Regions from separate parts of the Mus musculus genome. Here all the other regions are linked to region 4. A link is a contact called in public HiChIP or PLAC-seq and promoter capture Hi-C data. All regions are on one chromosome and are shown on one strand. The core of a region is the stretch at or near the end of the contact, and the rest is flanking DNA. Distances in the headings are between cores, read along the strand shown. Region 1 holds the start of Pcm1 (pericentriolar material 1). Region 2 holds the start of Fat1 (FAT atypical cadherin 1). Region 3 holds the start of Mtnr1a (melatonin receptor 1A). Region 4 holds the start of Triml2 (tripartite motif family-like 2).

Region 1 (3,046 bases), core at 360-2,859, 1.9 Mb before region 4:
ACACACACACACACACACACACACAGACAGAGAGACACAGAGAGTTCTGTGTAAGCAACTTAGTCACACACACACACACACACACACGAGAGAGAGAGAGAGAGAGAGAGGGAGAGAGAGAGAGAGAGAGAGAGATCTGTGTAGGCAACTTAGTGAGACTCAGATCCAAATGAAAAATAGAGGCCTAAAGATTATAGGTCAGTAGTAGAGTACTTGCCTAGCATGTCATGTCGAAAAGCCCTAGGTTCAATATCCACTACCCGGCTGGGTGTGTAGCTCAGTTGACAGAATGTTTGCCTAGCATGCATGAAACCCTGGGTTTGATTTCCAGCAGTGTACTGATTCATTTCCTTAAGGTATCGTATGTTTTTATGTATACAAGCTACATTGAGGTGGAATGCTACACTTCAGCATTCCACAAGCAGAAGGATCTGAAGTCAGAGATTTGAGGCCAGCCTGAGATACAAGAGACGTTGCCTCAGAAACAGGATAAAAACGAATACAGAAGGCTATGGACACAGTAGTAAATTGCCCTGGGCAGGAAGAGTTTAGTTGATAGGAACCGTGGTGCTCTGAGAGAGTTGTAGTATTTTGTTTTGTAAACAATTTGTTGGTAATTGTGTGGAGCAATTTATTGTGGAAAAACAGAAACCTATTCTTTCTCAATTACATTATTTTACATTTAAAAAAATCCTATTTTAGACATTTAGAAGCTGTCTAAAAACAGAATGTGTATGCATGCAACTAAAATCGACAGGTAGTCTTAACTTCGGAGCCTGGCATATTGAAAGCCTTGCAACTTAAAAAAAAAAAGTTTTGTTTTGTGCTGTTTTTATGACACTATTTATCCATTTATTAACCTTAACACAGCCGTTAGCAAGAATATAAATTAAACAGGATTTCAAAGACTATCCGTTCAGCGAAAATTTCACAAGATTAAACTCTGTTTACAACTACTTCTTTCTACCAACAAAGTAGCGGGACAGCGTTCCAAGTGGCAATGACCACTGACAATCTTATTTATGATTCTTCCACCGACTAAGCACACATGACATACTGATTTAATATCCTTGCTAAAATTAGGGGTTAGATTGTAAAGGCTCATCAGTATCCTTCGTGATAGGAAAGTGGGTAGGAATGCACTACAAGGGTTCCCAGTCTTCCGGTCTCCATCTGGAAGCTCATGCCTCCACAGAAAATTAGAAAGCGCCCGGAGACTTGCAGTGAGCTAAAGCACTTATAAACCCCACAGGCCTCAAGCCTTAAAAAACACAGCGGAGCCATCTGGCAGGCGCACAGCACACTGGGATTTGTAGTTCCGTTTCTTTTGGCTACCCAGTTGAGTGGGCATTCTGGGATGTGTAGTTCCCAGGTTGTTCGTCTGCACAAATCTTTTCCTGACTAGAGGGGCGGTACGTGACTCCACGGAAGGCCCGAGCGTCACGTGACTCAGGTCACCGCACGCCCGGAGTTCGCACTGCGGCTCCAGCCCCGGCGAGTTCTCGCCCCCGCGCAGCCGTTGCCGAGGAGACCGCGCTCGTCTCGCGGAGCGTTGCGCCCCCCCCCCCCTCTGCAGTTCCCCCGCCCCCCACTCTTCTCCCACCACAATGAGGTCCTAAGATGGCGGTGGCTGCGGCGGTTGGCGCCTAGTTAGCTAATGTAGAGAAGGCGGCCATTGGGGCTTTGGGCAGTCGAGGGGGATTTGTGGGCCTCCCTTCCGCGGTCTTGGAGGAAGAACCGCTGCCGGCGGCGGCTCCTGGAGGGGCGGCCGACCGCCACTCGGCCCTTGGCAGGAGGGGCGGCTTCGTTTCCAGGTAACGCGGCCCTGGGCCACCGCGGGCCGGAGCACAGGGTGGTTCGAGGCGGGCGCGGCGCTGGAAGCGGCCTGGGGCCACGCCTGCCCGTTTTAACTCTGAGGTCCCATGGCTGCGCGATCCTTCCCCACCCCCAGGCTGTCATCGGCTCCTCTCGGCGCCGACTGACACGCTAGCTCTGGCGAGCGTCTGGGACGACGCTGGCTGGCGCCTCCACGATCTTGGGGCGTCCCATGTGAGGACCGCTCGCCCGGTGCTGGAGATTTCACCCCCCTCCAGGGTGGAGGGGAAGGTTGCCTTGTAGTTCGGGGTGATGAGTTCCGAAAGAAACTGGCCTTGGCGGCCCGAGGCCCCGGGGACCGCCATCCCTCCCAGCCCACCCGCCGAATTCCATCCTGGGAGGGGTCCCGGGCGGCCCGGATCCTCCTGGGTGCAGAGAGTCTGTGGCCCGGGAGTTTTCTGCGGTCCCTTTTATTCTTGGAGCAGGAAGGCCCCTGGAGGCGTTCCTGACTCCTGCTAGTAGGTTCTTTTCGCTAAGAAAATGTTAATTTAATAATCCTTCTCCGCGCTCCTCCCACTGCCCCTTCTTCACCCCTTCGGGAAGATCCAGTTTCTTTACATCTAGAATGGGTGGTGGGGGGGCGAGGGGGAGACTGGGGATGGGTGGGTGGGAGGGAAGCGAGATGTCCAGTGGGATTCTGGCAGCCTGGCTTGCTTTGCAGAGACTGCTGTTAAGGATTAGGTGTTCGGCCCCCCTGTGGGGGCGTCTGCGTGAACCAACTTTTCCTCTCGCGCTAGCCTGGTCCAAACCCAAAACAAAACACAAAACGTTTTTTTCCTCCCCTTTCTTTCATGGCGGTATTAGGATTGGTGTGGGAACTACGGGTGACAGATCGTGCTTTGGCGCTTAGAAGAAGCGGGCTTTCTGGGTGCCCCTACCGCCTCCTACCCCCGCCCCATAACCGCTTTCCAGACCCCGCCTTCGGTGTTCTCTGGTTACTAGAGCCGGTGTTCAAGAGCTTTTTGTGCACCTGCTTCTGCCTTTTCCCTATCACCTTCCTGGTCAGGGCCACTGGCTGGCGTCGTTAATACCGAATTTCGCACTTGAAGGTACACCTCGGTAAATGTAGTTAAAAAAAAAAAAAGAATTCTCATGCCTAAAGCTTTTTTAAAAAATAAGAGAGTAACAAGTTCTTGAATAGTTTGAGTAACAGGGATTTAATGACTTAATC
Region 2 (3,351 bases), core at 263-2,762, 1.8 Mb after region 4:
CCCCCACCCCCCTTAATAAAATGACTAATGGGGCAAGCTGGCAGTGGCTGAGTTAAGATCCTGTAAATTAATGCTGCCATTGCTAATTTTGCTGGGCTGTCAAGCCAGCCCTCCGGTCTGCTGTTTCGTTCGCCCTTGCTGGTCTCTTACAGTTTTGTGCATATTCATCGGAGGGCTACTCCGCAAAGGGCGAGCTTCTGCACTGTGCTGTCAGCACTGGGGGGTGGGGAAGCACACTGAATTTTTTTTCCACCTCCCCCAGGGATGAATTTGCTGGGGTGATGAAGAACAGCTGGTGGGAACAGAGCCCTGTTCTCTGGCCCGATCTCAGCCCCGTGGACCTGACCTACCTTCCCACTTGTTTAAAGGCTGCCCTTTGTTCGTGCTCCCTCTTTTGCTCCTCAGTGACTCTCTGCCCTTCCCGCAGCTCTGCATCCTTCCTACTTTGCCTTGATGCGTTGATGTTTCAGCTTCTGTGCGTGTGTAGCTCCTTTCACTGGGGACGCCCTTGGGACAGGTTGTGAGGGGTTTTGAAGATACCAGGCCCTCGAACAAGGGGTCATTGACAACCCTGATGGTAAAATGTCAGTGCTCAGAGATTTGCTTCTCTGCCGTAGTCAGAGCTGTTGCCTGTCAAGCTCCTGAATTCAGGTTTTCCTGTTATAAAATGACCTTTGACTGTATGCTCAGGTTGGTGTTTAGAAATTACTTCACTGCAGATTTGACGGTAATGGTTACTGTAATTCCTTTAAATAGCTTTGCAGTACTAAGTGAGACAATGAGGGAGTGCTGTAGGGAGTGAACTTAATTATTTTTATGAAGAAATAATTCCAGGATAAATTTGTGAGATCAGATTACAAGCTATCATTACATATGGTCCTGTGAGAGCACCGTTTAGGACTTTTTCTGAGCGACCCTGCATGTTTCCAATCCTGTGTTAGCACAAGGTTATAAGCTTCCAAGGCTTGGTGAAACATGCAATGGGAGACTGAGGCAAGAGGGCTAGGGGTTCAAGTCCATCCTTGACTACATAGTGAGCTTGAGGCTGGCCTGGGTTACGTGAAATTATGTCTCAAAAGAATTTTTCCTGCCAGAAAATTAAGTTTATATGATTTTGAGGATGTAGTTCTTGGTGTGTGAGAGGAGGCATTCCTTGTCTGCTTTTTTCAAAAACTGATGTCTGTGTTTGGCCTGAAGACGTAAGTTTAACAATCAAATTCAGGGTTGGAGAGATGGCTCAACGGTTAAGAAGAGAGTTGCTCTTGCAGAGGACCTGTTCCCAGGCGTACACTGATGCTGATGCGCATGAAAACAATAACAAAAGAAAGATAGCTGTCAGACATTCTTCTAGAGTTGTTAGAGTGTTGATGTTGGTGTTGGGAAGTGCTTACTCATAGTCAGTGTGGGTGGGGAATGCTTGATGCATAAGGCTTATATTTACAATTTATTCTTTCCCCTCCAGCAAGTGACACTCTTTTTTTTCTTCTTCTTCTATTACAGGTGGCCAGGAGTTAAAAAATGGGGAGACACTTGACCTTGCTTCTGCTTCTGCTCCTCTTCCTCCAGCAGTTTGGAGACAGTGATGGCAGCCAAAGACTTGAACCCACCCCTCCTATCCAGTTTACACACTTCCAGTACAATGTCACTGTGCACGAGAACTCGGCAGCGAAGACCTATGTTGGCCACCCCAGAAAGATGGGCATCTACATCTTAGACCCCTCGTGGGAGATAAGGTACAAAATCGTCTCAGGAGACAGCGAAAACCTGTTCAAAGCGGAAGAGTATGTTCTCGGAGACTTCTGCTTTCTAAGGATAAGAACCAAAGGAGGGAATACCGCCATCCTGAACAGAGAAGTGAGAGACCATTACACGCTGATCGTCAAGGCAGTGGAGAAAGCCACCGATGCTGAGGCCCGAGCGAAGGTTCGGGTACAAGTGCTGGATACAAACGACTTAAGGCCCTTATTCTCCCCCACCTCCTACAGCGTCTCTTTGCCGGAAAACACAGCCATAAGGACCAGCATCGCAAGAGTCAGTGCCACGGATGCGGACATTGGGACCAATGGCGAATTTTACTACAGTTTTAAAGACAGAACTGACGTGTTTGCTATCCACCCGACCAGCGGCGTCGTTGTTTTGACTGGCAGGCTTGATTTCCTAGAGACCCAGCTCTATGAGCTGGAGATTCTGGCTGCGGACCGGGGGATGAAGCTGTACGGTAGCAGTGGGGTCAGCAGCCTGGCCAAGCTGACAGTTCACGTGGAGCAGGCCAACGAGTGCGCGCCCATCATAACCGCGGTGACGTTGTCGCCCTCTGAGCTGGACAAGGACCCAACCTACGCCATCATCACCGTGGAGGACTGTGATCAGGGTGCCAACGGGGAGATAGCGTCTTTGAGCATCGTGGCTGGCGACCTCCTTCAGCAGTTTAAAACAGTGAGGTCTTTCCCAGGGAGTAAAGCATTCAAAGTGAAAGCCGTCGGGGCCGTCGACTGGGACAGCCATCCTTACGGCTACAACCTGACATTGCAGGCTAAAGACAAAGGGACTCCTCCCCAGTTTTCCCCCGTGAAAGTTGTTCACATCATTTCTCCACAGTTCAGAGCTGGCCCTGTCAAGTTTGAAATGGATGTTTACAGAGCCGAGATCAGTGAGTTTGCCCCTCCACATACACCCGTGGTCCTGGTCAAAGCCATTCCTAGTTATTCCCATTTGAGGTATGTTTTTAAAAGCGCTCCTGGAAAACCTAAATTCGGTTTGAATCACAACACGGGTCTCATTTCCATTTTAGAACCCATTAGAAGGCAGCACACATCCCATTTTGAACTCGAGGTGACAACAAGTGACAAAAGAGCCTCCGCCCGAGTGGTGGTCAAAGTTTTAGGTACAAACAGCAACCCCCCTGAGTTTACACAGACCTCGTACAAAGCATCCATCGATGAGAACGCGCCTATCGGTGCCGCAGTCACGAGGGTGAGTGCGATGGACCCCGACGAGGGGGAGAATGGCTACGTGACTTACAGTATTGCAAACTTAAATCACGTGCCGTTTGTCATTGACCACTTCACGGGAACCGTGAGTACCTCTGAGAATCTGGACTATGAACTGATGCCTCGCGTGTACACGCTGAGGATCCGTGCGTCTGACTGGGGCTTGCCATACCGCCGGGAAGTCGAAGTCCTCGCCACGATTACTCTCAATAACCTGAATGACAACACACCCCTGTTTGAGAGGATAAACTGTGAGGGGACCATTCCCCGAGACCTAGGTGTGGGGGAGCAGATAACCACCGTGTCTGCCATTGACGCCGACGAGCTGCAGCTGGTCCGGTACCAGATTGAAGCCGGAAAT
Region 3 (2,956 bases), core at 198-2,697, 1.9 Mb after region 4:
GCTGTGCAGAGAGCCCTAGGTCAGTTGATGACCTAAGCTCATGGGTCTTTTCTATGCTCACGATGATGGGGTTCGGTCCCACTCTCCCTCTCATGCTCACTTAGTGAGGGGGCCCTTCCTTACCTCAAGTTTAGAGACTCACTTACCCACATTCCCTTAAACATATCTTCCTGTCCATCACCGATTTCCCTCATTGCTAATTTAAAACATTAACCTTCTTAATTCTGTGCTTTATTCTCGGTTTAGATGAAATCTCGCACATCCCAGGTTTGTCCTGAACAGCGGAGGATGACCTTGAACCTCTGATCCTTTGCCTTCCCTCCTGGGTGCTGGGGTTACGTGACTGAGGTGCCACATCCAGTTTATACAGCACTAGAAATGGAGTCTAAGATTTTGCAAATGCTGCACAGGAGCCCTAACGACAGAGCCACACGCTCAGGCCCCTCAATTCTGCATTGCATTTCTTCTTGAAATTATTGATGAACACAACCATTTTACTTAATATGATTTGTTGAGACAGGATTTTATACAGCAACACTGATTGACCACACAGCTCAAGATGCCCCCAAACTGGTGTTGATTCTCCTGCCTCAGCCTCCAGAGCTACGACACATTGTTTAATTTTAATACAGATTTTAATATTGTCATGTCATGCTTTTCTGGTATTCATCTTCTTAAAATGTATTTTCTTCATTTTTCTTCACTCTTTCAAAGGGACTTTGGAAATGCTTAGGAATTGGACAGCCATAAAATATATGGAGAGCATGAAAATTTAAGTGTTCAATATGAGAACATCATATGTTTTGTGTAAGTCTCCTTCCCCATGTTGAAGAAAGTTTTGGGGTTTTGTTCCATTCTGTACAGAGCTGGCTAATGCACTTCCCAGAAATCTTACACTGTGGTTCTACGTCTGCTTCTATTATCTCAAGTTTCTGTTTTCACTGATAGTTTCAAAAGAACATATACACCTGTCATCTGCAAATATTTACATTTTGTTTCGTTTAATTGCCAGAAACACCCAGAACAGACATTAAATCGTGCTATGCCAGACGGAAAGGGTGTGATTTAATATCATTATTACTTTATTTTTACACATCATTGACTATTAAAGTTGATGAGTTAGATTCTATTTTCATCTTCATTTTCCGGATAAGACATCCAGGGCATCTAGTCCTGGTTAGGATTCAAGTTCGTGAATCGAGGCCTTCCAGGGTGCAAGTTTCCCTCCACTTGATGCCTCCACGTGTCTCACCGAGTCTCGCCACACGGGGGCGCAACGTGCACGCACTGTGGGACCTCCGAGTCCAAGTTGCTGGGCAGTGGACAGCAGGTGTCAGCAGGCGGCAGTGGCCAAGTGCAGAGAGGGTGTCCTACCACCGGGAGGGGCTGGAGTGGGCAGGACAGCCGCGAAGCAATCATAAGGATGCAAAGTAGACGCGGGAGGGCCATAAAAAGTGGCGGAGAGGGCTCGAGCAGAGCTGAGCAGTTGAGGGCTCCGGGGCGACAGGACAATGGCCCTGGCTGTGCTGCGGTGAGGCACCCAGGGGACCATGAAGGGCAATGTCAGCGAGCTGCTCAATGCCACTCAGCAGGCTCCAGGCGGCGGGGAGGGAGGGAGACCACGACCGTCCTGGCTGGCCTCTACACTGGCCTTCATCCTCATCTTTACCATCGTGGTGGACATTCTGGGCAACCTGCTGGTCATCCTGTCTGTGTACCGCAACAAGAAGCTCAGGAACTCAGGTAGGGGCTCCGGGCACCTTTCCCAGCGCTAGCCCCATTGCGGGACACTGAGAAAACTTCAGAAAGTCCGTTTCTGAGAAATGAGACTTTGGATAATTTTCTCTCCTTTCTCTTGACCCTGTCCCTCTATAAGATGCCTTGACAAAGATCATCCAGGAGTCTTCAGTTCTTAGAGATGTAAAACTCTGTTCCCTCCCACAGCATCTCTTTACTCATCTAGATCAACGAACTCATCATCAGTTGTTTGGATTTGCATAAAATCCATTTCCCCCAACTTCGCAAAAATAGGAGAAGATGCAGAAGCCGCCAAAAACAACAGAGCTACTGCTTGGCTTTTGTTATCAGGTGTGGTTTTCAGCTAACAGCACCAAATTGCAAGGTAGTCTGGGAAGATGCTAAGAATGCTGAGGAAGCACCTTTGTTCCTCAAGTCAAATCTGCATTTTAGAAGATGAAAACTGTAGCGAGAAATGCATTTGCATAGAATATAGGACTAGAGTTAATTCTGTGTTTGAGTTACAGTTGGGGTTCCCTGGAGCAATGAGCTGACCTAGTTACCCTGCGTAAGAGCGTAAGAGCGGGTTGGTCGGTTCTCCCTAAGCTTTTTTATGCCTTCAAACAGCGTCAAGGTTGCTTGGATTTCTGTTCCTGGTTTGGAAGTAAACTTTTGGTAGAAGGGTAGAGGGGAATCCATTTGCTTAAATAAATGGCCCCAAATGATATTTTTGTCCTAAACCAGGTAGCTGGTGAAAACTCAAATTCAGGCAGCATGTGGCTCACCTTTGGCCTAGCTTCTGCAACGCTTCGGGCTGTGCAAAGTACAAGAATTAGTTTGAAAATATCTGATAATGTGAATTCAGTTTGGCTTAGAAAACGGGATGACTTCCTTTCACGGATGATCGGCCTAAACTAGAATCCAGTCTTCAGAATTCAATAGCTTGGTGGTTGTTGTTTGTGGAGCATTGGCAAAGCCCTAGGCTTGGTCTCCACCACTGTAATAAATGAATAGTTGGGATAAGCGAATAGTTGGGGGAGCACACCCCTTCTGAGAGCTAGGAGTCTCCACAAGCTGCACTGGGACCCTGAGCACCCATACAGAAAGTCCTTGAGTGAGCCCAAGGGTCGGGCATCAGACTCATTCACTTTACAGAGAAGGGTGTAGTGAGGCTCAGTAGTGGGAGGCTCTAATTCTTGGGGTTCCTGCCTGGAGCTCA
Region 4 (3,434 bases), core at 46-2,545:
CCAGGTAGGAGGATTTGCTGGTTGTCATGCCAACTGCTTAAAAAAAAATAAAATTAGATTTAAAACCCTCTCTCCTTTGCTTAGCAAGGATTGGCGCATGACATAATCCCTGTCAGAGACAGGACTGTAAGATTAGGGAACTAGAGAGATTTTCCTCTTCACTGGGCCCGCCCCTTCCTCCCCCACACCCCCTCCTGAGACAAAGTCCTTAGGCAGGCGGTTATCTCCCTGCAAAGCAGTGACCCTTCCCTGAAGCAAACATTCTGGAGAACCAAGTGAGTCATTCTTCTCTAGTGAAAAAGCATTAGCAGTTAAAGATAAGAGGCTGAGGCTGAGGAAAACAAGACAGATCCTGCAAAGTAGTCTCATGGTCTGCATTCCTATTAATGATCACCACACATAGGGCACAACATCTTAAAAGTACCTTTCTCTTTTGTTTTATAGTTTTTAAATTTGCTTTTAATTACCTTAAGGAATTAAAAAAATACATTTTGCTTTAGTTGGCCCCCTTCCTCTCCCTCCATCTCCCTGGGGGACTCCTCCATTAAACCCTTCCATCTCTGCTGTTCCATTTTCCTCTTTCACACCCCATCCCAATGTATGCTCTCTCTTCTCTCTCTCTCTCTCTCTCTCTCTCTCTCTCTCTCTCTCTCTCTCTCTCTCTCTCTCTCTCTCTCTCTCTCTCCCCCCCCCCCGTGTCTGTCTGTCTGTCTGTCTGTCTGTCTGTCTGTCTGTCTGTCTGTCTTTTATAAATCAGGCTGGTCTCGAACTCAATCCACAGACATCCTCCTGCCTCTGCTGTCCCCCTCCCACCATGCTAGGACTAAAGGCATGCACTGCTACACACAGCTTTTTACTATTATTATTATTATATAAAATTCGAGGATGAATGGATAGATTAGTAGTGGTTTATCTGTTTTCAGAATCTCTGTGATCCAAGCTGGGTAGGAACTCACCTCTTATCCTGGGTCCACTTCAAATTTGCAGCAATCCTCCTGACTCAGCCTTTCCAATTCAGGGACTATCAGCAATGTGCTATCCAATCTGTCTGGGCCTGAGATCACACCCAAGGTCTGTGTTTTACCGAAGAGTTTTCAGCCAAGGTCAGTGTTTTACTGAAGAGTTTTCAGACAACTGTTTAGAAATGTAAATTAACCTACCTAGGAGGTGGGGCCAGGAAACAGATTCAAAAGTATCTGAAGCCACTTCTGCTGCTTCCGGACCAATCCGGACCAATCCGGTAATAAAGGTCGAAATGGCCGGTTTATGTGACGCTTTGTGAGACCCGGAACTGACCTTCGTACTGAAGTCTCTGGTCTCCACTGGCTGTGGCTTTCCCTGAAGGAAATCCTTAAGATTTCTGGAAAGGAAGGTGAGTTTTCCCGCTTTGCATCATCATTTCCGTAATCATACTTTTTGTTTGTTTGTTTGTTTGTTTTCCAACGACTAAGTTTTTTAAACATTTATTTTGTGTGCGCATGTGGGGGGTGGGGTGGGGGTTGCGGGGAGACCTGGCTTGGTGGTCAGGCTTAAGGAAGTCATCGGTTTGGTTCTCTCCGTCCAACCCGGAGGGCCTGAGGATTCTGCCTTCGGGCTTGGCAGAAGCGGCCTTCACACACCATCAAGGCGGGCCAACTTTTTATTTAAAAAATAAATTAGTTGATTTATGTATGGGAGCGTTGTTCTGCAAGCATACCTGGTGCCCTCGGAGGCTAGAGGAGGGTGTTGGGTCCACCACGAACTGGAGCCACAGATGGCTGAGTCGACTTGGGGGGACACTAGACTTGAACCTCCACAAGTAGCCCAGACTGGGGATGTTTCTGGGACACCATTAAAATACTTAAACTTTTTAATGAGACTGGGCCTCGCTTTGGACTGCTGTTAGCTGTTGAACTCACAGCCTTAGCTTCCCAAGTGCTGGAGTTACAAGCCGGTTGTGAACTATCCTGCCTGATCAAATTCAACAACTTAATTTTGGTATCCTTGGAAGCTTGATGGATGGTTGATTGATGGATGGTAGTGGTCCCTAGATGAGAGACTTGGGGGGTGGGCAGTAAAAGAATAAAAGAACGCCTGAGAAAGGCAAGACAAAAGGTAAATGATACATTCAGGAAAGCAAGCCCAGGGAGGCGGGAATTTCCTGGGGTTTTTTGGTTTTGGTTTTGATTTTTTTGAGTCAGGGTTTCTCTGTGCATCCCTGACTGTCTTCAACCCTCGCTGTAGATCAGGCTGACCTCAAACTCTAAGAGATATGCCTGGCTCTGCCTCTCTGCTGCCTCCTTAATGCTAGGACTAAAGGCACACACAATCTGGCCTGAATTTCTTGGTTTTGTTTTTTATTAAAAACTAATATTTGACCTGTCCTTTTGATTTGCTTTAACCTTTTGCTGACTGATAGAAGTCTTCCCCTCCAAAACAAAAACAAACAAACAAACAAAAACCCAAGAAAAAGACAAACAAATGACAACAAAAATACTGTTTTTAAGGATGGCTGGAGAGATGGCTCAGCGGTTAAGAGCACTGACTACTCTTCTGGAGGTCCTGAATTCAAATCCCAGCAACCACATGGTGGCTCACAACCATCTGTAATGAAATCGAATGCCCTCTTCTGGTGTGTCTGAAAACAGCTACAGTGTACTTACATATAGTAAATAAATAAATCTTAAAAAAAAAAAAAGATGGATATGGGGGCACACTTAATCCAAGTACTGGGGAGACAGGCTGGAAGATCTCTGAGTTCTAAGCCAGCTTGGTCTACATAGCAAGTTCAAGGACCTAGGGAAACCCTCTCTCACAAAAAAAGATATAAAGATGGTATATATATATATGATGGGGTCAGAAATCCGTCTGCCTTGGGTGCTTTTCAAAACACCAATAAAAACATAAAATCTTCCACTTTAAGATTTGTGTAGCTGAATGTGGCAGTAAGCACATTTTAATCCTAGCACTCAGGATGCAGAGTTGCATAGTGAGATCCTATCTAAAAACAAAATAAGATATCTAAGTATAATATTTTTTAAAAGAAATCTATGTATATTTTTTAGTTGTTCGAAACAGGGTTGCCCTCAAACTCATAGATATCTGCCTACCTCTGCTTCCAGGGCGCTGGGATACCAAGTATGTACCATGTCACTTTGCAATATTTATTTTGCTCTTTGCAGGTATGTGGCTTAGGGAGGGGGTAGCCATGATGCAGGTATGTGGCTTAGGGGAAGGGTAGCCATGATGCAGGAATGTGGCTTAGGGGGAGAGGGTAGCCATGATGCAGGAATGTGGCTTGGGGGAGGGTAGCCATGATGCAGATATATGTACCTAAGTGTAGGCACCCAAAGAAGTAAAAAATTTTGGATGCCCCAAAGCTGGAGTTAGTACTGGCTTTTGTGAACTCCACATCTCTATAAGAGCAGTACACATTCTTAACCTCTAAGTCATCT

The links. Promoter capture Hi-C pulls out the DNA fragments that hold promoters and counts their contacts. HiChIP or PLAC-seq counts read pairs in DNA pulled down with a chosen protein or histone mark.
Region 1: an H3K27ac HiChIP or PLAC-seq map of extraembryonic endoderm stem cells shows a contact between it and region 4, with 11 times the contacts expected there. The contact joins the promoter of Pcm1 here to the promoter of Triml2 in region 4. A contact is called at or near these places in 4 of 115 datasets of contacts at active chromatin or transcription factors (embryonic stem cells and extraembryonic endoderm stem cells) and 1 of 9 other capture datasets (embryonic stem cells).
Region 2: a contact with region 4 is called in a promoter capture Hi-C map of embryonic stem cells, with 5 times the contacts expected there. The contact joins the promoter of Fat1 here to the promoter of Triml2 in region 4. A contact is called at or near these places in 3 of 39 promoter capture datasets (cranial neural crest, embryonic stem cells and hippocampal neurons), 8 of 484 Hi-C or Micro-C datasets (adipose-derived mesenchymal stem cells, cerebellum, cerebral cortex and 4 more), 12 of 115 datasets of contacts at active chromatin or transcription factors (astrocytes, embryonic forebrain, embryonic limb bud and 7 more) and 3 of 9 other capture datasets (adipose tissue, embryonic stem cells and pancreatic islet).
Region 3: a promoter capture Hi-C map of hippocampal neurons shows a contact between it and region 4, with 4 times the contacts expected there. The contact joins the promoter of Mtnr1a here to the promoter of Triml2 in region 4. A contact is called at or near these places in 6 of 39 promoter capture datasets (the 3T3-L1 cell line, 3T3-L1-derived adipocytes, the C10 cell line and 3 more) and 1 of 115 datasets of contacts at active chromatin or transcription factors (embryonic stem cells).

The regions. Positions count from the first base shown.
Region 1 is chr8:41,238,150-41,241,195 of GRCm38.p6, forward strand. It overlaps Pcm1 (pericentriolar material 1), which reads left to right and starts at 1,610. Exons shown (of 38, transcript NM_023662.3): 1 at 1,610-1,814.
Region 2 is chr8:44,948,696-44,952,046 of GRCm38.p6, forward strand. It overlaps Fat1 (FAT atypical cadherin 1), which reads left to right and starts at 1,513. Exons shown (of 26, transcript NM_001081286.2): 1 at 1,513-3,351. The coding sequence starts at 1,519.
Region 3 is chr8:45,067,660-45,070,615 of GRCm38.p6, forward strand. Mtnr1a (melatonin receptor 1A) reads left to right here and starts at 1,448. Exons shown (of 2, transcript NM_008639.3): 1 at 1,448-1,743. The coding sequence starts at 1,551.
Region 4 is chr8:43,179,241-43,182,674 of GRCm38.p6, forward strand. Triml2 (tripartite motif family-like 2) reads left to right here and starts at 1,296. Exons shown (of 8, transcript NM_001381929.1): 1 at 1,296-1,372. It also overlaps a transcript of Triml1 not described here.